4 separate regions of the Mus musculus genome follow, and all the other regions are linked to region 4. A link is a contact called in public HiChIP or PLAC-seq and promoter capture Hi-C data. All regions are on one chromosome and are shown on one strand. Each heading gives the region's core, a stretch centred on a gene start, on an enhancer-like site or on the middle of the called end of the contact. The rest is flanking DNA. Distances are from core to core; before and after follow the strand shown.

What was found. Promoter capture Hi-C pulls out the DNA fragments that hold promoters and counts their contacts. HiChIP or PLAC-seq counts read pairs in DNA pulled down with a chosen protein or histone mark.
Region 1: an HNF4G HiChIP or PLAC-seq map of pancreatic cancer cells shows a contact between it and region 4. The contact joins the promoter of Areg here to the promoter of Uso1 in region 4. A contact is called at or near these places in 2 of 39 promoter capture datasets (the 3T3-L1 cell line and liver) and 1 of 115 datasets of contacts at active chromatin or transcription factors (pancreatic cancer cells).
Region 2: a contact with region 4 is called in a promoter capture Hi-C map of hippocampal neurons, with 3 times the contacts expected there. The contact joins the enhancer-like site here to the promoter of Uso1 in region 4. A contact is called at or near these places in 6 of 39 promoter capture datasets (the 3T3-L1 cell line, 3T3-L1-derived adipocytes, the SN4741 cell line and 2 more), 2 of 484 Hi-C or Micro-C datasets (the STO cell line and embryonic stem cells) and 2 of 115 datasets of contacts at active chromatin or transcription factors (the NIH/3T3 cell line and bone marrow-derived macrophages).
Region 3: a contact with region 4 is called in an HNF4G HiChIP or PLAC-seq map of pancreatic cancer cells. The contact joins the enhancer-like site here to the promoter of Uso1 in region 4. A contact is called at or near these places in 2 of 39 promoter capture datasets (cranial neural crest and hippocampal neurons), 2 of 484 Hi-C or Micro-C datasets (both in embryonic stem cells), 3 of 115 datasets of contacts at active chromatin or transcription factors (astrocytes, embryonic basal ganglia and pancreatic cancer cells) and 1 of 9 other capture datasets (embryonic stem cells).

What each region holds. Positions count from the first base shown.
Region 1 is chr5:91,137,747-91,142,761 of GRCm38.p6, reverse strand. It overlaps Areg (amphiregulin), which reads right to left and starts at 3,163. Exons shown (of 6, transcript NM_009704.4): 1 at 2,888-3,163; 2 at 1,637-1,864. The coding sequence starts at 2,948.
Region 2 is chr5:91,305,331-91,310,330 of GRCm38.p6, reverse strand. No RefSeq gene overlaps it. Among named protein-coding and RNA genes, the nearest start is that of Gm19619, 25 kb to the right of the region's middle. Within about 2 kb of position 2,215, at least 16 of the 459 cell types and tissues checked have an H3K27ac peak or open chromatin away from gene starts, as enhancers often do. A contact at or near this core is called in the STO cell line and hippocampal neurons, where this site is marked.
Region 3 is chr5:91,529,348-91,534,804 of GRCm38.p6, reverse strand. All of the region lies in intron 1 of Parm1 (prostate androgen-regulated mucin-like protein 1), which reads right to left. Among named protein-coding and RNA genes, the nearest start is that of Parm1, 14 kb to the right of the region's middle. Within about 2 kb of position 1,499, at least 16 of the 459 cell types and tissues checked have an H3K27ac peak or open chromatin away from gene starts, as enhancers often do. A contact at or near this core is called in pancreatic cancer cells, where this site is marked.
Region 4 is chr5:92,135,550-92,140,895 of GRCm38.p6, reverse strand. Uso1 (USO1 vesicle docking factor) reads right to left here and starts at 2,958. Exons shown (of 24, transcript NM_019490.1): 1 at 2,733-2,958. The coding sequence starts at 2,798. It also overlaps a transcript of G3bp2 not described here and the pseudogene Gm15710.

The DNA of each region.
Region 1 (5,015 bases), core at 1,914-4,413, 1.0 Mb after region 4:
AGGAAAGGGAAGGTGCATTTTGTTGTGCTGGTCCTTGACTAGAAGTGTATGACAAAGCATTTAGCAAACAGAGACCCCAAGAAGGGAAAACACCACTAGTCCCAAAGGGTTTGCAAGCACCCGTTGCACAGAACACAAGAGACGTGTTAATAGAAGGCTTACAGGGGTGTCAAAGGCAGGGCCTCTGTCTTAAGAAAAGGATAACTATTAGGAATGTTTTAGGAGTTGACTTTAAGAGAATTAACAAAAGCTAAATTAGAAGTACTGTTAAATACGTGGCCATGCAGTGTTTCGACAGAAAAGTTCTTTTGATCATTATAAAGTGCAAGTTAGAGTAAGCCCTCTAGGGGAATTGTCTTAAATGAATTATCACTACATTTTATCAGATAGATTAGAAGTCTAAGCCAAATAATAGTCACTGTGCTGAAGTGTTTCGACAGACAAGATACCTCTGGGTATTTTAAGCAAACAGCCTTCCAAAAGAGCTCCAGCAACTGTCTCAGCTTTGTACATGTGTCACCGCAGTTCTTTCTAGGTGCTAGCCTCTTGCTCGCTCCAGAAGTTGACCTCCAGAACTGTTAGTAACTTAACACACCTTTAACAGGCTGCCGGACGCCTTGATGGTCCAACCTAATCCCCTTTCCTACTACAAATATTAAAAAATAAATAAATAAATTGAAAAAAAAAAAGATTGAGAAGCAAGGTATTGTCATAGAATGCTCACCAAGGGAGGTTTATCCCTGTCTCTGCCTCTGTCCCTCCTTCATTCCTCCTCCCCTCTGGGAGACTCCATTGGAGGAGGAGGAGGAGTCAGGGAAGCTGCTAGGGAAGTCTTAAGAGACCTTAATGAACTCTGATATCACCTCGCCCTGCCTCCAAGATCTGACTTATCAATGGCCTCTTCTCTCCAAATGACAAAGTAAAATGAGAGTGGTGAGCTTTTATCTCTCAAAAAACAAAACAAAACAAACAAACAAACAAAAACAAAAAACGTTATTTAAAAAAAAAAAAAAAAACATCTGTCTGATAGGAGAGAAAAAACAAAACAAAAAAACAACCAAACCAGGGATCAGTAGTTTGGATAAAAATAAAATCCACACATACATCTTTAACATTTCTAGGGTTCGTCATTATTCCTTCTGACCCCTTATTTGTGTTAGAATGCAGTTATTTTAAGTCAGGTAGTGTGGGGGAGGGGACACAAATGTTGAGCTACAAGGCTCACAGGAATGGTTAATGACGACCTATGCTCCCAGAATGGAGGTCATGTCGCATATTGGAAAAGACCATCATCCCAGGAGTCAAACAGATTGAGGTTCTGAATCTGACTCAGTTGCTTGTTCCCAGAGGCGGGAAAGGGGGTAGGGGGGCGGCACACAACCTTTCTGAGCTTCAATTCTTGTGTAAAATGAGCACAGTTATGTCTATGTACCAGAGTTGCAAACATTAAACATGCACATGAGGTTTTGATGAATGCCTTGGACTTTCAGGATGCAACCTCCACGTGGCTCTGAGGACTCGCAATAGCCACGCCTACAAAGCCTTTAGAAAACTGAGCCATCTCCCTTCTGAAGCCACTTTGCAGAGGTAAAACCCGCATCTCACAGACAACGCTTTCCTTGTGCCCTCCACTCACCTCTGACTGAATCATCTATAATATAGCCGGATATTTGTGGTTCATTATCATACTCCTCTGAGTAGTCGTAGTCCCCTGTGGAGAGTTCACTGCCAGAAGGCATTTCGCTTATGGTGGAAACCTCTCTTCCCACAGAAAGCTCAAGTCCACCGGCACTGTGGTCCCCAGAAAGCGATTCGCCTTTCCCTGAGCTGGGGTCATTGAGCTCCAAAGCAGCTGCATAATGGCCTGCAGGGACGGAGAGAATAAGAAGAGATGAGTCGGATACTTCTGTCTCAGTAAGTGAGCATTGCTGTGTAGACATGTGTGTCTCCTCATATCAAACAGTTACTGCATGTGTGCTATTGGGTGTTGGGATTTGTTTTTTGTTTGTTTTGTTTTGTTTGACTGAGTCGCTCATAGAAGCAACTTCCCAGTCTGCCAAGAAGCAAACTCAGTTGCCCAAATTACTGAGTTTCTTTTATCTGGGTTTTCTTTTCCAGATCGCCTACATTAATTTCCACAATTGGATAAGTCCTGCCAAGGCAATGCCCCCAGAATCACGTAACCCGCAATGTCTAAGTGGCCTACACCCTTCGGGTCTAACTTGGGTGCGCTTTTCCAAAGCTTTCCTGCCATCTTTTGACCGGTACTGATACATTTTAACTCTTGTTTACAGCCATTGAATCTGTACATAAGATGCAAAAGGTAGTGCCAATAGTGGCAAAGAGCAACGGTTTTTACCGTCTTTATCTATTATTATCACACAGAGAAAAGGTTCAGAGCCGGGTAACCCCTTGGAGGAGTCCTGAGCTTCAGTCCTTGATTTCATTTTAATTCTTTTTTTTTTTTTTAATATCAAGACAGCATTTGGCAGCGATGCTTTCAACCTCTGAACACTTTGAGTCTGCTTTGGAGAGGGAAAAATAAAATCACTAGACAGAAGAATGGAGACAGAAGGCAAAGAGCCCTCCTTCAAATCCTCCTGGATTAACTACTTTTGTAGAAACTACTTCACCTGCCTGGACCTCAGTTTCCTTAGTTATCAAAGAAAAGGGTGGGCTAAAATGACCTCTTAGGTTTCCATCAGCTGGTCCTTGGGTCATGCTAGAGACCTTGGGTCATGCTAGAGACTTCGTCTGCTTCTCTCACCCTCCTAGCATGAGCAATTTCAGGGGTATGAGCTAAGGGGATCTGCTCCCTGACGTTTGGGGAATGTCAAGAGGCAGCAGCATTCAAGGGGCAACAACCTGAGAGGTGGCGGATGCTCACCTGAGCCTAAGACCAGCAGCAACAGCACTGAGCGCGCCAGCGGTAGCAGCGGAGTTCTCATTGGTTCCACCGGCCGGCAGCGTCTCGGTCTCTGCAGCAACACGACAGCGGCTCCGGGCGGCGGGAGCAGCGGAACCACGGAGCAGCGGGCGAGCACCGGCGCAGGGAAGCCCAGCCCGCCGGGCTCCGGACGGCTGGAGCGGCCAGCGCCTCAGGCTCAGCTGGAGATGTCCGGGCGGTGGCCGCGGGTCAGAAGGGAGCGAAGGAAGCGGGATCCAGGGTGCGGCGAGCACCTGCTGCTTTTATAGACCCGCTGGAGCCACCGCCCGTGACGTCACGGACCAGCCCTGGGTGGAGGCGGGAGGTTACTACTCCAAAAACCCAGCTGACGCGGGAGGAAGTGGGGATCGAGCCCTGATTACGCGGGGAGAAACTTTCCCACTCGCGTTGTGTTTTAAGTTAGAGTGGTGCTGAGGAGCTGACAGCCCAAAGAAACTCTTTGCATATACATTAACAGGACAGCAGGCCGGGACATTAAGTACCAAAGTCCCATTTTAGGATGTTTGTGGAGCTTTCAGAGCAACTGTGGCTTAGTGATGTTAGCCCGAAGACTTTGAGGAGGATAAACGAAGCGCTAAAGGACTCCTAATAACCTAGTTATCAATCAGACACCCTCCCTGCGGCCTTCCTCTCTGCAGTATTTGCTGGTCTTTCTACTCGAATTACACTTAAGGTTTTAGCTGGGCGTGGCCAGACAGTGGCACTTAGGGAGACTGAAGTAGAGGTTACAGGGAGAAGTTAACCTGAGCTGTATCATGAGACCAATAATAAGTTGCTGGGGATAAGTGTGCTCCCCTATTTTACAAACCAATAAAAGACAGATGTAAAAAGCAGAAAAAAATGAATTAACTCAAACACACATTATGTAGATTTGATTCAAATTAGTTTGTCACTGAAATCTGCCCCTTGCAGCTCTGATAAAGAGATTGAGGGCTAAACTGACCTTTAAGAAGAGGGTTGCTGGGCAGAAGAAAGTTTCATAGAAAAGGAAAGTTGTCAAGATGATTTAGGTGTTCAAATTGGAAGAATCCAGGGAGGCCCTCATTTCCAGCCTGAGAGAGAGCCCTAATGGGGACACATCTGCGACTCCAGCACCCAGGCTAGAGGAACTTCCAGGCCCACCCAGGCAACAGAGCAAATGTGAGGGGCTATTTGGGCTAGCAGAAAGACTGGTGTGTGTGTGTGTGTGTGTGTGTGAGAGAGAGAGAGAGAGAGAGAGAGAGAGAGAGAGAGAGAGAGAGAGAGAGAGAAAGGAGAGGAGAGAGAAAGGAGAGGGGAGGGGAGGGGAAGGGAGGGGAGGGGAGGGGAGGGGAGGGGAGGGGAGAGGGGAGGAGAGGAGAGGGAACCGAACCCCACTGGGGGCATATTTAGCTGCAAAGGAAGTGAGGGCAGTTACTTCCCCGAACTCTCATGCTCTAGTAGCTCAGGACACGCAAACTTTATATGCCCCAATACAGGGGAACGCCAGGGCCAAAAAAATGGGAATGGGTGGGTAGGGAAATGGGGGGGGGAGGGTATGGGGGACTTTTGGGATAGCATTCTAAATGTAATTGAGGAAAATAGGTAATAATAAAAAATATTAAAAAAAAAAAAAAAAAGAAATGGATTTCTCTTGGCTTAAAGAAAACAAGACACACTTTCTCTAAGCTGTTTCCTGCCCTTATCCACGACCCTCCCTGACTGAGCTCCCCCAATCAGCCTTTTCAGGACTATTGGTTTTAAACTCTTAGAACAAAAACATGGGCTTTTGGAGAGGAGATACAGAAAAGTCCTGAACTGTGCCCTCACTTCTACTCAGTGTTTGGTGAAGGAGTACTTTGTGTAAACTGTGCTTTACTTTTGTGTGGGAAATCACCAAGAGGGAGATTTAGTGAGCAGCACCATGTTTGTTGAGAGCCCAGTCGTGTGGGCCACATATGATTAAGTAAATCTACTAAATCAGATAAAAGGGATTGATTCACAGTACGCTGGGAAAGGAGGCTGTAGTTTAATTTGGCCTGTAGGTATCACAGACAGCCCTGTGCGGGAAGGGAAAAAGGCCCTGGGAGGCCTTCTGAGCAGGAAGTTT
Region 2 (5,000 bases), core at 966-3,465, 830 kb after region 4:
GATGTCAAGATTTAATATAATTCTTGCCACAACTCAGAAAGATCCTTTTTGGTACACATTGATGAGAGCATTCTAGAATTTATATAGGGAGGCAAGAAAAAAAAATAATCCCCCACTGGAATATTTAAAATTATCTCAAAGAAGGAAATTCAAGGGAAAGTCATTGTGCTGACTTCACACAGTATTGTGTAGGTTCAGTTGACCATCCACACAGCACTAACAAGGGGAAGAACACAAAGATGAACAGAGCAAGCTGCAAACCTTGGAAAACCACATGCAAATATATCTGATTTTCTCATTTTATTGTAGTAAAATACATATGATACAAAATTTGTTATTTTCACTATATTTACATTTGGTCAATGATGTTAAATGCTGCTAGCTTCTTATCTCTCTATGATCCAGCACTCTACTCCACTAGCTCTTTCCATCCAGCAAAAATAGTACTCTGAGTCCATTACACAGTGATTCCCCTCGCTCCCTACCCAAGATCCTGGCCACCACCACTCTGCTCTCTGTGAAGCTGACTGCTCTGTTCACATGAGTGGAATTCTAAGTACCAATTGGCGATTTCCTTGCTTCACATAACACAGAGCCCCCCAGATCTGTCCAGGTTGTCAAATTCTCTTCTAAAGATTTAGTAATGTTCTACCATATCCATATCTCACATTCAGTTCATCTGTTCCTGTGTTGGTGGACGGTAGGGTAGCTTCTGCCTTCTGGTGACATTCTGAGAATGTATGGGAGAACACACATCAGTCCGTGCCTCCCTATATAAATAAATACTCACAGAATTGAGATTTGTCTTTTCATGCCAATTCTATTTCTATGGCTTTGAGACATTCACTGTGCCTGCATCATTTTGGATTGCTGCTAACAAAGTGCAGGGTTAAGATGCCCTCTCCTCATTTGTTTAGTGCAAATATGTATCCTTTATATCTATTGTCTTTGCAACGGTAACATCACTTTTTGTTACTTTGTTACTTCCCCACCTCTATTCAATATTTATTGTTCTCCCATTGTAATGGCTACAGCATTGTCTAAAACCTTTACAACTGGAAAGATCAAGGCTGGTGCTATGGTGATGTCCTTTCTTCCAACCTAAGTCACTGCATCAGAAGTGATGCTGCTGATTTGTCCCCATGGGCAGAAGTTATAGCACCTTGAGTAGTTTTTTCCGGGTCACAGGTCTAGACTTCTTTGTAAGTGCAGCCGTTACAGCATCAGCATCCAACATCACTGCTCTCCTGATTTCTACTGAGATAGCACTATGGCTGATCTTTTCCATGCCTTCTTTGGCTGAGGGGGTGGTAGTACCATCTCTACCCTTTCCTTATCAGCACCAGGGGCAAGGAAGAAAGCATAGGCATACTAGTGGAGAGGTAATACAACGTCAATAGCTGCTCTGGAAGCTAAATATGCACCTGCTGTGACAAACAGCAATTGCTTTCATGGACATGTCCTCTTAAAAACATATGTCCCTCTAACACCCTACGCACCAGTGTTTCCAACAGCTTTGAGACAATCCAGATGTCCGTCACCAAGAACGTGGTAAAATAAATGCCAGTACACCCACATCGTGGGACACCACTCAGTGATGAGAAGCAATGAACTGTTACACACAACAGCTTGGACGAAAGCCAATCTCAGAAGATTGCACACAGTTCCATTTTACGATAACATTCTTGAAATAACAAAATTAGAGACAAGTAGAGAAGATAAATGATTGCCAGGTGAGAAAAAATTAGGCAGAAGCAGGAGGCTATGAGGTGCATGCAGAGGGGAAAGGTGGAGGCTATGATGAGGTCTCAATGGTATGAGCTTCCTGCATCTTCATCCTTCATCATTGTCTTGGGTTTAATGTGGTACTGAAGCTTTGCAAAATGTTTTCTTTTGCAGCTATGGGAAAAGAGCACACAGAATCTCTGTGTCATTTTCTATGGGTGCAGCTTAGCTTATAATTATCTAAAAGCAAGGGTTTCATTAAAAACAGGTGAGATAATTAGTTTTGAGAAAGAATTACTTATTGTGTTAATCTGCCAGCAGCAAGAAATAGTAAAAATCTAGAATTTTTGCTATTGACATGGGATTTTCAGATTAGTTTCAGGCAAAGTGTTGGCTGAAATTCCTTGGATCACAGGGTAGCTAAGAGTTAATGCCATTCAAAACCACAATGAATCAGCAATCTGAAGAGTGAATTGTGGAAGTTCATGGGATCCTGTTCTGCAGCACTTAGAAATCACCACAAGAGGGTGCAATGATCCCAGCTAATTACAGGGACAGTGGCATCAGGTGAACCAACCGGGAGGTAAATTGTCTAATGTGGAAATATTCTTTAACCCAGATGCTTTCTCTAGGATGCACCTGTGGTTAGTTGTTGCTTTGCTTTTGTTTTTTGTTTTTTTCTTAAAGGCTGTAAATCAGTTGATAGAAACTGATAGCAGCTGACTGCATCAAGGAAAGAGAAACAGATCATGAATGACAAACGGGAGGATGGGACTATCCAGCCTCTAGAGATTCTGAGAGGAGACCTCTTCCTCATCGTGGAGATGCTCCACTTCTGCTAAATTACAGGTATGCTCAAAGCACCTATACAAATTGGTACCAAATTTGCAATTGAATGCCAGGATGACCTCCCATTTGGAGGCATAGATTGGGAGCAAAATGGTGGTGCATTAAGATCCATTCCGTTTCACTGTTAAAGTCATAGATGGGAGCAGGGTGCAGGTGAGGTGTGAATGTGTTATTGCCCAGCAGAATTCTTTGAAGGGCTAATCTAATGGACTTTCTCTGAGGTCTCATCTTCCTTCCCTTAGAGGTTGGGGGAGACAATAGTGTCTATCATTCCGACCTTGCTCTAGAAACGGAGGTCAGGCCCACTGAGAGATCTATGAGATGGGGTCCTCGGCTGAGTGAATCAGATGCTGTGTAGCCCATGCCTGGAGAGTGGAAAGAGGCTGACTATAGGCAGAAACAGGCTCCCTTCTACCAGTCAGTCACTCAGAAGAATGGGAGATTCTGCAAGCCAAAGAGGCAGAGACAAGAGCTGAGTCCACTTGCAGGAGCCTTTGCCTACACCAGGGGGAAGACTTGGGGCTTTGGAAGAATCAGATTCCCAAAACAGTGAGCAAGCTTCTAACCAGACCTAGAGTCTGGAGCCTCTAGACAGGTGGGAACCTTCTTCCTCCTCTCAGCTTCTCTCGTGTCCCTGCTGGCTCTCCTGGGATAAGCCAAAGCATAGATGTTAGAACCAGCTCGCAACAGGGAAATGAGAAGAATTTTGTGTTCAGAATTTTGCATAAATTATGTGTTCAGAATTTTGCATAAATTAGACATGGTCACATGTGCCTGCATCTGCTACTGGAGAGGATGAGGCAGGAAGATTGCTGGCTTAAGTTACACAGTGAGTCTGAGACCAGCAGATGCTATCTTTCCCGAGTAAGCTCCTTTCTCAGGAAACAGCTGCCACAGCAAAATCTGAGGTGATCAACTGGAGCAAGAGACAGAGGACAGCTCTACCTAGTCCTGTTTTAACTGTTTTCTCTTAACGCACCCATGGCCTGGGAATCAAATCTTTAACTCATGGGACTTTGGGGGGACACTCAGACTCCAAATGAGAAAACCAACTTGTCTAGCAAACGCCAACACATTCCTCTCCAGCCCCTTGTTCTTCATATACTGTCTTATCTTTCTTCCTGGCCGTTATTAGGCATTGGGTCATCTGTCCCATGAGAACAGGACCCATGATTGGTTTATTCCCTGTACTCCTGGGGCGTTCCTAACATGTAAGAAATCCTCCACCACTTCTCTTAGACTTATTAATTAATTACTCATACTTTAGCCTTTGCAGAAATAAATAAATGCTTTTATATGTTACATACTTAAATAATATTAGTCGCTGGACTTGAAGTTGTGGATTAGGGATTTATCTTTCTACTGTGTCATATACAACCTTTAGGAAATGCATCTAATTCTTGTTCTTTTTAAACAATTTAAAGATAACGTTCAAGGCAAGCCCATGCTCTGAACTTCTCTGTACCCACCAGGACTTGCTTTCTCATCATTTTTCCTCTATCCCAAGTGCTGATGTATATCTGTAAGACAGTGGTGACTCAGGACTAAGCTAATATGCCTAAAAGGAAGGCAGAAGGGTGAATAATTGAACTACATTGGAAAAAAGACTAAATTGACTTTTAGAAATGCTTTTCTATGTGTATGGAGTTAGAGTGTTTGTGCATGTGGGAACACAAGAGCCCACACCTGCACACGTGTGGAGGACAGGGTAAGGTATGGGATTCTCTCTATTTCTCTCTGCAAAGCTTCATCTCTCTTCCTGCCTTCCTCTCCCTAGGTGCTGGGATTATAGCAGAACATAGCCATGCCTGGGTTTTGACGTGGCTGGCTACTGGGGATGGGAACATAGGTCCTCATGCACGTGCAGCAAGCACTCTCACCCCTGAACCATCTTCCAATCCCTGTCAATGTTTGCATTAGTATCTATTAATGATGCGTTAAAATGAGTTTCATTATGATGTATTTATACATGTATGTAATTTATTTTGATCAAGTCTGTCCCAGCTTCTCTCTCTTATTCCTGACTGTGTCTGTCGCTCCTCCTTCTTCCCAAGCAGGTGCCCCCCATCTTTCCTGTCTTCTTTGCATGCTTTATTAGGATGGTTTATCAGAGCATGGGTGATGCTTGATTTTCAGGAACCTAGACAACTTCCTGTGACTACACCACTGAAGAAAATATTCTTTTCTCTGTATCAACCATTGACCATGATGAATCCTCAGGAGCAGGTGAGGCCCTGTCAGCCCTTACCTCTTCCAAGACAAACTGCTAACAGGCTCCATCTTGGGCCGATCTTACACAGGCAATTGCAGTTGAGATGGGCCTGGAGAGATGATCCAGCAGTTTCCAGCAGTAAAAAACAGCCACTAGCGTACAGAAAATCCAACTTCGGTTCTTTGCACCCATGTTGGCTGAGTTGCATCCACCT
Region 3 (5,457 bases), core at 250-2,749, 600 kb after region 4:
TCCCTTCTTAGAATTGGGAACAAAACACCCATGGAAGGAGTTACAAAGTTTGGAGCTGAGACAAAAGGATGGACCATCTAGAGATTACCATATCCAGGTATCAATCCCATAATCAGCTTCCAAACTCAGACACCATTGCATACACTAGCAAGATTTCGCTGAAAGGACCCTGATATAGCTGTCTCTTGTGAGACTATGCAGGGGCCTAGCAAACACAGAAGTGGATGCTCACAGTCAGCTATTGGATGGATCACAGGGCCCCCAATGGAGGAGCTAGAGAAAGTATCCAAGGAGCTAAAGGGATCTTCAACCCTATAGGTGGAACAACAATATGAACTAACCAGTACCCCCTGGAGCTCGTGTCTCTAGCTGCATATGAATCAGAAGATGACCTAGTCGGCCATCAGTGGAAAGAGAGGTCCATTGGTCGTGCAAACTTTATATGCCTCAGTACAGGGGAATGCCAGTGCCAAGAAGTGGGAGTGGGTGGGTAAGGGAGTGGGGGAGGGGAGGGTATGGGAGACTTTTGGGATAGCATTGGAAATGTAAATGAGGAAAATACCTAAAAAAATTTTTAAAAATTAAAAAAATACTGTTTTTTAATCCCCACTGTATTGAGATGGAGAAATATCTGATCTACACAGCCTCAGTCTTTTGCCATCAAGAGGAATAAATAAATAAGCAAGCATAGGCCAAGTAAGACCCCGAGCTATCAGAAGCTGGAAGGGGGAAGAAAGATTCCAAGAGAGCAGAAGCCTTGATTCCAGCTTCCAGTTTTCAGACCTGTGAGGGAATAAATGGCTGTTGTTTAAAGCCATACAATTTTTTTGTGGTAATTTATTACACAGCCCAAGGAAACGAAGACAATAAGCTAGTTTATATTTATACCAAGCTTGGCAGGTTGGCATGGACAGGGGGACAAGAAGCTCCCAGGAGTTTGCAGGGAGTAATGTTTAGGGACCAGACTGATTTTTGCAACCTCTGTTGCTGGACAATGAAGACAATAGACGACAGTGCCCCAGGAGGGCCTACTTCCTTCTGAATGACTCTAGTCTTAGTTGGTGACACCAGAACAAATCTCTGGTGTCCCAAGTTCAAAGGAGGAAAGTGTCTTTTTTAGTGACATTAAAAACCCAGAAAGGAAAGCTCCTTTGATATATCCCTTACACCACAGATGCTGGTGAGGCTGAGGAGAGAGGGGCCACCCATGACAACCACTAGGTTTGGCACCTTCCTCCATCTCCATAAGGAAATTTGCTATCAAAAGCTGTCATTTGCTGGCCTGCTACATTCTGGAGGGTTTGTTTGATTTTTAGTTTTGGAGGAATCATTTATACTTACCTTGGAGATATGTACATGACTGTGTATTTTTAAAACAATATCATCAACTGATTTTTGTCTGTTTGTCGTTTTATTGTTTTGAGACTGAGTCTCACGCACCCGGGACTGGTTCCCAACTCACTATGTGTGCAGCTAAGGAGCCTTAATACTTTCCCCTCCTGACTCACATGCATGCCGGAATTTCAGGCTGGTTTATAGGCTGTTTTTATGATACATTTCAAAGGTTAAGCTGTGGTTTGCAAGAGCAATCTTGTGTTTAAACAAGAATACACACCTATACAGAAACAAAACTTAAACGTTTTTTTTTCCCTTTCCCCAACAAATGTATTTTTTCAGAGGATTGCCTGGACTGCCTTTTTCTCGAAAAATTCCCATAAAGGTTAGCACTAGCTCTACTCGTTGAGTCTTCAGGAGACAGTCCTTGCTGTGTTCACGCGACTAGACAGAGTGGAATTTTCTTCCCTAAGAATGTGCTGGTGGTGTGACTGTGCAAACATAGCAAGCATCTTTGCAAAGCAATTATAATTCCTTTCTAAATCTTGCTTGCTCCTGTGTCATCAGGCCACTGGGCTCTGCCAAGCTTCCTCTCTGTCTTGTGTGTATCTTCTAGGTCCGTAGGGTACCCATCTTTGAGCAACTCTAAATTCACACAATTGACATTGTATGTTTGATGCTTATGATATTGTATGTATTGGCTGTTTACTCTATATAGGTGTTACTTTTCCTGAAAGCCGATGCTCTGTGATCATTTATATCCCTGTGAGTGGCAGTGGACAATGTCTTTCTGTTGATCTGTGTTAATATATCATTTAAATAAGTGACTATAAGCCTTTGAGACCTCACTCTGAAGGAGAAAGGGCAAGGTTGGAAGGGCTTCCCTCCCACCCTCGAAGTCAGGGAATTTAATGTTTACATGAAAACATGAGTCTACCTTCTGCCAACAACCAGCTGTGAGATCTTGGACTCCACATCTCTGAGCTGCAGTTTCTTTAGTGCAACTTGACAAGCATTGAACATTTGCCCCATGGGTTCATGGAATGGAGGGGCATGAAGCTATGACATGCATCTGTTCTGTAGTGGTTGAGACACTCAAGCAACTCAAAGAAATCTGAGAGCTTTCAAGTTGGCAAATTCTGGTCAGTAGAAAACAGTGGAGAGAGATGTGCAGCACGAGGCAGTAGCAATAGCAGAGTCCTGGAGGGACTCAGCAGGTCTTCCCTTCTAGAGACTGATTCACCAAGGATGATGTATGTGCTTCTTTGCCTTTCATGACATGATTACCCATACTGCCTTGTTCTCTAGAAGAATCCCAAGTCACTTGTTAAAAGGGTGGATCTTATCTCTGTATCCAACAGGGAGGCCTGGCAAACCTCCTTTCTATGAGCTCTTTTAAAAATAATTTTAATTTTTATTGGAAATAGTTTTTTTCACATAAGATATTCTGGTTATTTTCTCCCCACACCACCAATTCCTCTAAGAAATCCCCCATTTTCCCATGCACTCAAATATGTACCCTTCCTATCTATCTCTCTTATTAGAAAACAAACAAGCAACTAAAAAAAACCAAAACCAAAAAACAAACAAAACAACAACAACAAAAGAACCAAACACATACGGACACAGAAATACACACATAGAAATCCCATAAAAACATAAAAGCCGTAGCATATAAGAAAAGATCTATAATGTTAAAAAAAAAGGCCCAAACAAAGCACTATGAGACAAAACATATCTCTAAAGGTACTATTGAGTTCATTTTGTCTTGGCCAACGCCTGCTGGGCATGGGGCCTGTTAGTGTGGATTATATACCCAGTGAGATGCCTTATTTTATTTTATTTTACTTTGCAAGTGATTGTCAGTTGGCTATAGGCTTTGGGTTAGGATGGAGATCCTGTCTAAAACCTTTTTCTAACAAGAATTTAATCATCTACCAAATGGAAGACTGTAATGAATCCCTCCGTAACCTTTACATAATTTCAACAATCACTAATTGGCCACCATTTCTTCTTATAATTATCACAACCTATTTTTCTACTCCCATATTATTTTGAAGCAAATCTTAAGAACAACAGCATTTCTTCTGCAACTATGATAAGGTTGTTGGAAAACAATGTTTTCCAACAATTATTATCATGGTTAAACTAAACAAAACTTTAGCCTCGTTAAACAGCAAGTAAGTGTTCTCTTTCACAATAGTGTCCTAATCTTCATGATTTAATTTTAGAGATTTGATTGCTTCCAAATCTGAATAAGTCACACAGGTGGAATTGGCTGCCCCAGTCATACTTCTCTGTTTAGTCTTACAGACTTCTCTTCTCCCTGCACATCTCCCTCTCAACCTCTTTCTTTTATTCCCAATAATCTATTTATTGGAGAAACCAGGCTGTTGATTCTGCCGACACTCCTGTTGTCTGCTGCTTTCTGACTTCCCATGATATTCACTATCACTTTCCCCAGTTGACTGAAGAAGCTCCATGGGATGTAGGTCCTTTTAAATGTGACAGGGCTATATCAAAAGGGATGGTGTGGGACAGACAGTATCTAGTTATACCACATGTGATGGTTTGTATATACTTGGCCCAGGGAGTGGCACTATTAGAAGGTATGGCCCTATTGAAGTGGGTGTGGCCCTGTTGGAGTCGGTATCACTGTGGGTGTGGACTTTAAGGCCCTAATCCTAGCTGCCTGCAAGCCAGTATTCTGCTAGCAGCCTGTAGATGAAGATGCAGAACTCTCAGCTCCTCCTGCACCATGCATGCCTGGACACTGCCATGCTCCTGCCTTGATGATAATGGACTGAAACTTAAATGTTGTCCTTTATAAGACTTGCATTGGTCATGGTGTCTGCTCACAGCAGTAAAACCCTAACTAAGACACCACACTTCAAGATGTAGGCAGCCACTGATGATCAAAAGCCACTGACTCACAAGGCTGTGCACGAAGGTGACTGTTTCAATTGTACCTTCTGGACTTCCTAGCTTCAATACTTCTACAGAGACAGCTGGCATCTCACCACCAAATGTTCATTCACACACTGGTGCACTCACAAAATAGAGACATGGTGAGATCCAGAAACCAATCAGTGAACAATATTTGATTCTCTGTAGTTATGTGTTATTTTTCAAAATAATTTGTTGGTTTATTAGCATCCTCTAGTGAAGATCAATAAGACCTGTATTATCTCATTGTTCCAGTTTCAAGATCATTTTGTACTCACAAGCAAACATATTTAGGAAGTTTCAGTCTATTACAATTATTATTCTCATCAATGATCAAATTGCACAATCTTTGGTCAGTAAGTTTCATTAAACATCTTTGAGTCCTTTCGGTAAGTCATGAGAAGGTCTTTACTTCCTGGTCTAACAAAATACTGCAGTCATCTAATCAGGCATGCTAGAGTTAGCTACCTCCATGAGGAGCTATCATTCTGTTAGGGAAAATGGCACTTAGACTCCACCATAAAAATATCTAGGAGAGTCCTATGCAAACTTGAGTCTGTTCCCTTTTCTTAGTAGGGGAATAGTCAATCCGACCTGGCTTGAATGGGTCTCCAAAAACTAATGATCCTGTGTGAAGACAGTGACCTTAAGAAGAGATGATACAAGGCAGGTTTACAACCAAGGCTGTAACTGTGAGGATCAAAGTTGGGAACACAAAATGACGTAGCAGCTATATTGGCAGTTCAAGATGGTAAGGGTAGAGATGTGTAAAGGTGAACACTGTAGGTTCAAATCCTAGCTCTGTTTCTTATCAACTGCATGTGACTAGCTTATTACTTAAGTTTTGAAGCTCTGTACCCTCAACTAAAAAATGGGTACAAGTATTGCATCCTTCATAAGGCTATTGGAGGATCAGATGATACTGTAGAGGAGAGAAACACAGAGTGATACGTGGTACCCACTAAAGCTAAAAATGTAACAAGATGGTCCCAATCGATGTGCACAGTTTTGTCGAAATTGAAAGAGTTGGCTGGAATCAGGCCTCTGCTGCTTCTTGTCCTATCTGCCTATCCAGCAGTGTCTCCAGCACACCTGCATTATTCTCTAAAAATGCTGCAGAGGATTAATAATGGCTCCTCTAGCATCTTCCTAAACCACATTTTATTGATTGCTTTA
Region 4 (5,346 bases), core at 1,709-4,208:
CCCACTTCCACAAGGATTGGCAGCAGCGAGTGGACACTTGGTTCAACCAGCCGGCGCGCAAGATCCGCAGGCGCAAGGCCCGGCAGGCGAAAGCGCGTCGCATCGCCCCTCGCCCCGCGTCCGGCCCCATCAGGCCCATCGTGAGGTGCCCTACAGTGAGATACCACACCAAGGTCCGGGCTGGCAGGGGCTTCAGCCTGGAGGAGCTCAGGGTGGCTGGCATCCACAAGAAAGTGGCTCGCACCATCGGCATCTCTGTGGACCCGAGGAGGCGAAACAAGTCCACGGAGTCACTGCAGGCCAACGTGCAGCGCCTGAAGGAGTACCGCTCCAAGCTCATCCTGTTCCCCAGGAAGCCTTCTGCTCCGAAGAAGGGAGACAGTTCTGCTGAAGAACTTAAGCTGGCCACCCAGCTGACAGGACCTGTGATGCCCATCCGGAATGTGTACAAAAAGGAAAAGGCCAGAGTTATCACAGAAGAAGAAAAGAACTTTAAGGCTTTTGCCAGTCTCCGAATGGCCCGTGCCAATGCCCGACTCTTTGGCATCCGAGCAAAAAGGGCGAAGGAAGCTGCAGAGCAAGATGTTGAAAAGAAAAAATAATTCTGTGTTGGAGAGTTGCAATAAATTTTCCATAAAGCAAAAAAAAAAAAAAAAAAAAAAAAAAGAACCTAGGTCGTGGATGATTATATAGTAGATGCTCAAAGCCTTGGCTAGTCAAGCACGTAGGCCAAATCAAATATGGACAATTAAAGCACCTAATAGTACACCATGCACTCCACTGAGGCTCTATAAATCCATGTCAACTAGTGGCCCGTGAGCCCTGCTGGACTTCCCGACAGACTCAGAACTAACTTTGATCATACAGTAACTCAGTGACCTCGGTCCTCAAAAGACAGACTACTGATTCAGTTCTCAGAGCCAGTGAAGTAAAAGGGCATCCCTCTCGTCTCTCTTTACATGTTCACCACGGTGACACTGGGCATCAGTATAAAGTCATGATGTAAAACTATGATACTGATCCATGCACACTGAACCAAGCATCCCAGCTCCAGCTCCGCAGTACCAACTGCACAAGTCACTTTGCTGAGCGGAGAGTGAGGAGGCTTGACCTCTCGCTGCTCCAGGAGCCTCAGCTTCAAATTCCTCTAACGCTGAAGAACGCATCACCTCTTCCACAGAGGTCACTGTGACAAGGCCGAAGGATCATCTCAGCCTAACCTACTAGAGTCAAGTCCATCCTTTCCTGAGCATCTACTAAGGGCTGCACTTTCATGTTTCTCAACTTTAAAGACTCATTACAGCCACAGGAGCCAGCACTTTTTACTTAGAAAGCATTAGCCTTCCCAGATCTGTCCAAGTCAACCAAGCCTGGAAGCCTGGATTCAAATCAAGGTCTCATTTCAAAGCCAGCTCTTAATTTGTGTGTCTCTGACAGACAAACATCAGACAAAACACAGAAAGGTTAAAGAGATGGGCTGTGACTGTGGTGAGCTAAAGTCCCTGGCTTTCCAATAACAGCAGCCTTGTTGCCATGTGGGGAGGAACAAGGGAAGCCAGGTATTGGGGGAAGAGGAGATCTGATTTTCAAAAACAACACATGTGACAGCCTTCAGCTCCGTTGTAACCTGGTGGGAAGTCTGGCTCAGTGGCAGAATGCTTGCCCTCCATGTAATCAGGCCCTGGATTCAGTCCTAGGCCTCCTCCATCTCCCTCAGTACTAACTACATGCGTAAACTACACTAACTACATTAGTACACTACATTCGTTAGTTAACGTAATCCTAACTTAATTAATGTGGGTAATCTTATTTCCAAAAGGGCCAGCTAACAACTGAAACCCGGGATCAGCAATCAAGTCTAAGCTTAGCAGAAAGCTTAGTTTCTTAGTTTCCCCCGTAGTAAATTCTAGCTCCAAGATTCTGGTCAAGTTACTTTAATTCTCTCTTCATTAGTAAAGACTCCATCCTATCTTGCAGGTCCTATTTTATGACCCTTCTGAATCCACAAAACAGAGCTATGACAACTACCCAAAGTTTGTCTTTAAAATGTCACACGCGGTTTTTTTTTTTTTCTGTATATCTAAATTCATTTTTCTCAGGTAAGCCATCCACAGCAGTTTCCAATTGGCTCTGCAAACTTCCCAGGAAGTGTATCCTAAACATAAAATCAAATGCCGGTTTTCCATGTCTTAATAATTAAAAAAGAAAAACATTAACAAATCATGTCACCAATAGAGCAGAAGAGTCCCTAGAGTGGTTAGCGCGCAGATCACTACAGCGTGCAAGAGGAGTAAGTATTGCCCCATGACACATTTGGGTGAACCTGAAAAGTAGGGTCTGAACCACCAACCCTAGGCAAACGCCCATTCTTACAGCTGATGGGGCAGGAACAGGTGGCATTGTGCCCCAAGAATATCGTTTTATTCTTAGCCACAAGCCTTCGCCAACAGCTGGGTCTTAACTTCCTTCCAGCCCCGTAGAGCCGGGTTTCAGCCGGCACCGAGGCTGGCCGGCCGACAGGTTAAAGGGAAGGAGGGAGGGGCCGCGCGGTCCGTCGCCGTGCCGGGTCCCCGAAGCCCTCCTGTCACCACGGCCCGGGCTGCACCGCCGCGTGGGGAGCTCGCGCGTCCGAGCAGGGGGAAGGAAAGAAGGCAGGCGACGGGAGCGGCGTAGACGCCCCGATCTCACCCACCCAGCCCGGCCCCAGCCCGGCCCGGCGACGCTGCGCTCACCGTCTCGGCTTCAGTGTGCTGGGGTCCGGCACTCTGACCCCCCATCACCCCACGGAGGAAATTCATCTTGTCGCTCAGCCGCCGGCTTCACCAGCCCCTCTGCCAAAGAAAACACGACCGCCCCCCGCCCCCCGTAGGGCCTAGCCCCCGAGCCGGCTCTCCGCACTCCCCGGCCTCCGCCACCGCCGCCTCCTACTCAGCAGCCTCTCCGGCCCCCCGAGCCCGGAAACAGCCGCGGACACCAGCCGCGGTGCGCATGCGCGGGGACGTGGCGTTACGTGGCGGCTCGAAGGGCGAAGGCAAAAGGGGAGAGGAGGGAGCCCCGGGCCGCAGGCCACGCCCACCTGCCCGGCCCCACAGGCCACGCCTACCAGCAGGCCTCCCACCACTTGGGCACGCCCCCTCCTCCTCCTTGCGCTGCTTGCTGCTGCTGGCCGCGGTCACCCACGTGGTCGCAGCCCTGCCCAGTCGGCTCCCGAGGCTCTGATTAGACTAGGAGCATCGGCTGGTAGGTGTTTTGTCGCCGAGAGCGGGACGGACTGCAAGCTGTCAAACCTGAGGGTTTATTTTTGTTGAGTCGAAAGTGAAATTTTCCTTTGGCCGGCGTGACAGGTAAGGGGGAGAAGGGTGTCCTGTCCCCTGGAAGATTCGTATGGTTCTTTCGGTTAAGCGGTACGAGCGAGGTGGCCTTTTGATCCTCGCAAATTGCATTTCTACCCAGGGCTTTGTTTGGTGGTAAAGGGGGTGCTAGAGACCCCTCATTCCACTACCACTCGAGGGCGCGTTTCTAAGTTCTTGCTCCTCAGCCCCGCTAAAAAGAATTCCTTGATCTAAACACCAGGTTCTCCGCTCATTTTCAAGTGTGAGAAGTAACCCCCTTCGTTTATCTCTAATAAGAGGTTGGAAATAAATTGTTCCATTGTGTCATTTTGGTAGCATAATGCCCCCCTTTTTAAAATTAATTCTTAATTTCTACGTTTTCAATGGTTTTAGCAAGCAGAATGTCATATTTCCAAATCGCTATACTTGTTCTTTCCAAATGAGGCTGCCAGGTACACATGGTTTTGCAAATTTCTTGACTCTGAAAGGGAGTCTAGTAAACCAACTGACTCATGCCTCTCTTGGTTTCAATTCCCCATAGGTCTCAGATGTGACGATTAAGACCTATGTCTCCCCCAGACTCCCTCTAAAAAGAAATCAGTATGCTTCCACGGTGTGCCCTAGCGTGCTCAGTAGTACCTCTACCCAAATAATCCCCTAGTCTGTAAGGAGGAATCCGAAGACTCCGGCTTTCCTCCTTCACCTGTCCAATGTTGAGTGTATGGTGTGCAGGAATATTTCTCAGATTCTTCCACACTGAGATTACAGCAGTAGGCTCCTAACTAGTTTGTCTACATCCAGCCCTGGCTTCCCACAGTACACCCTTGGGTGAGCCCAAGAGGAAGTATGTCAGTCCTCTTGTTAGAATCCTCCAGTGGTTCCCCGGTTTATATAATGACATCCAAACTCCTTAGTTTGGCAGACACACCTGTTAGGGTTGAAGCGCCAGTGTCCCTCAAATACTCAACATGTTTCTCTTGCTTTAGTATGCCCTTTCCCTCTTTGTGGGGCAGATTCCTGCTAGTTCCTTAAGCCTCCACTTCAGCGTCTCAGGAGAGAGTACCTTGAAATCAAGATGCAGATTCTTTGCGCTGTCACTTTGCCGCCGACACTGAATTCAAACTTGATAAGCCAAATCTGATGACCCGGCCATTTGTAAATCAGTTGCTAGTGTATTTACTAATCATGGAGTGATTTTGATGGATAGGTGAATAAATTGTTGAATGAACATGTGACTAGTATGCTAAGAGAGACGATCTGTTCTGCCCGTGAATGACAGAACACACACCATGCAGGCCGTAGTGATAGATAGTCCCAAGGTCGTAAGCCTGGACACAGAGCATGGTGGGATACTATTGCCAGGAATACTGTGTGCCACTATTGTCCTCTGCTTGACATTTTGCTTTAGACATTTTCCGTGGAGGCATTTTGTTGCATCCTAAAAAATGTAACCATTAAATTGTCACCAGTGACCAAGGAAAGCCTGCTAAGACCCTCACCTAGCATTCTCACCTTGCCCTGAGCCTGACCTCTCCTCTTCCCCAAGTCTCACTGTCCTACCTTAAGGGATGAGGCTCTGGTACGATCTGAGGGGGCTTGGAGACATCTCTGTTGTTTGGTAATGGAACACAGGACCTTGACATTGTTACAAAATTGTTTTAAGGGACAAACCTCGTTGAAATACCTTGTTTTAAACTTTGTTGGACACAGTAGTCATGACTTACGAGGAGGTGTCCATCATTTGACCTGTTTTATTCCCTAACATTGGGTCCTGGGCAGGAAGGACAGGACTGTGGGCAGGAAGGACTGAGAGATGGAAAGAAGGAAGGGCAGAGGGAAGGACTAAGGGACGGCCAGTTGAGTGCAGAAATGATGAGGGTGACCCACCACATTCCCTGGTCTCACAATCTCCGTTCTGTTCTGCTCACTTGAGTTTTGAGGTCTAAAAAGAGGCAGATAAAGTATAAACTCTTATTTATGCCCCAGGAAGGATCTGAGGGAACCCAAGCAGGGA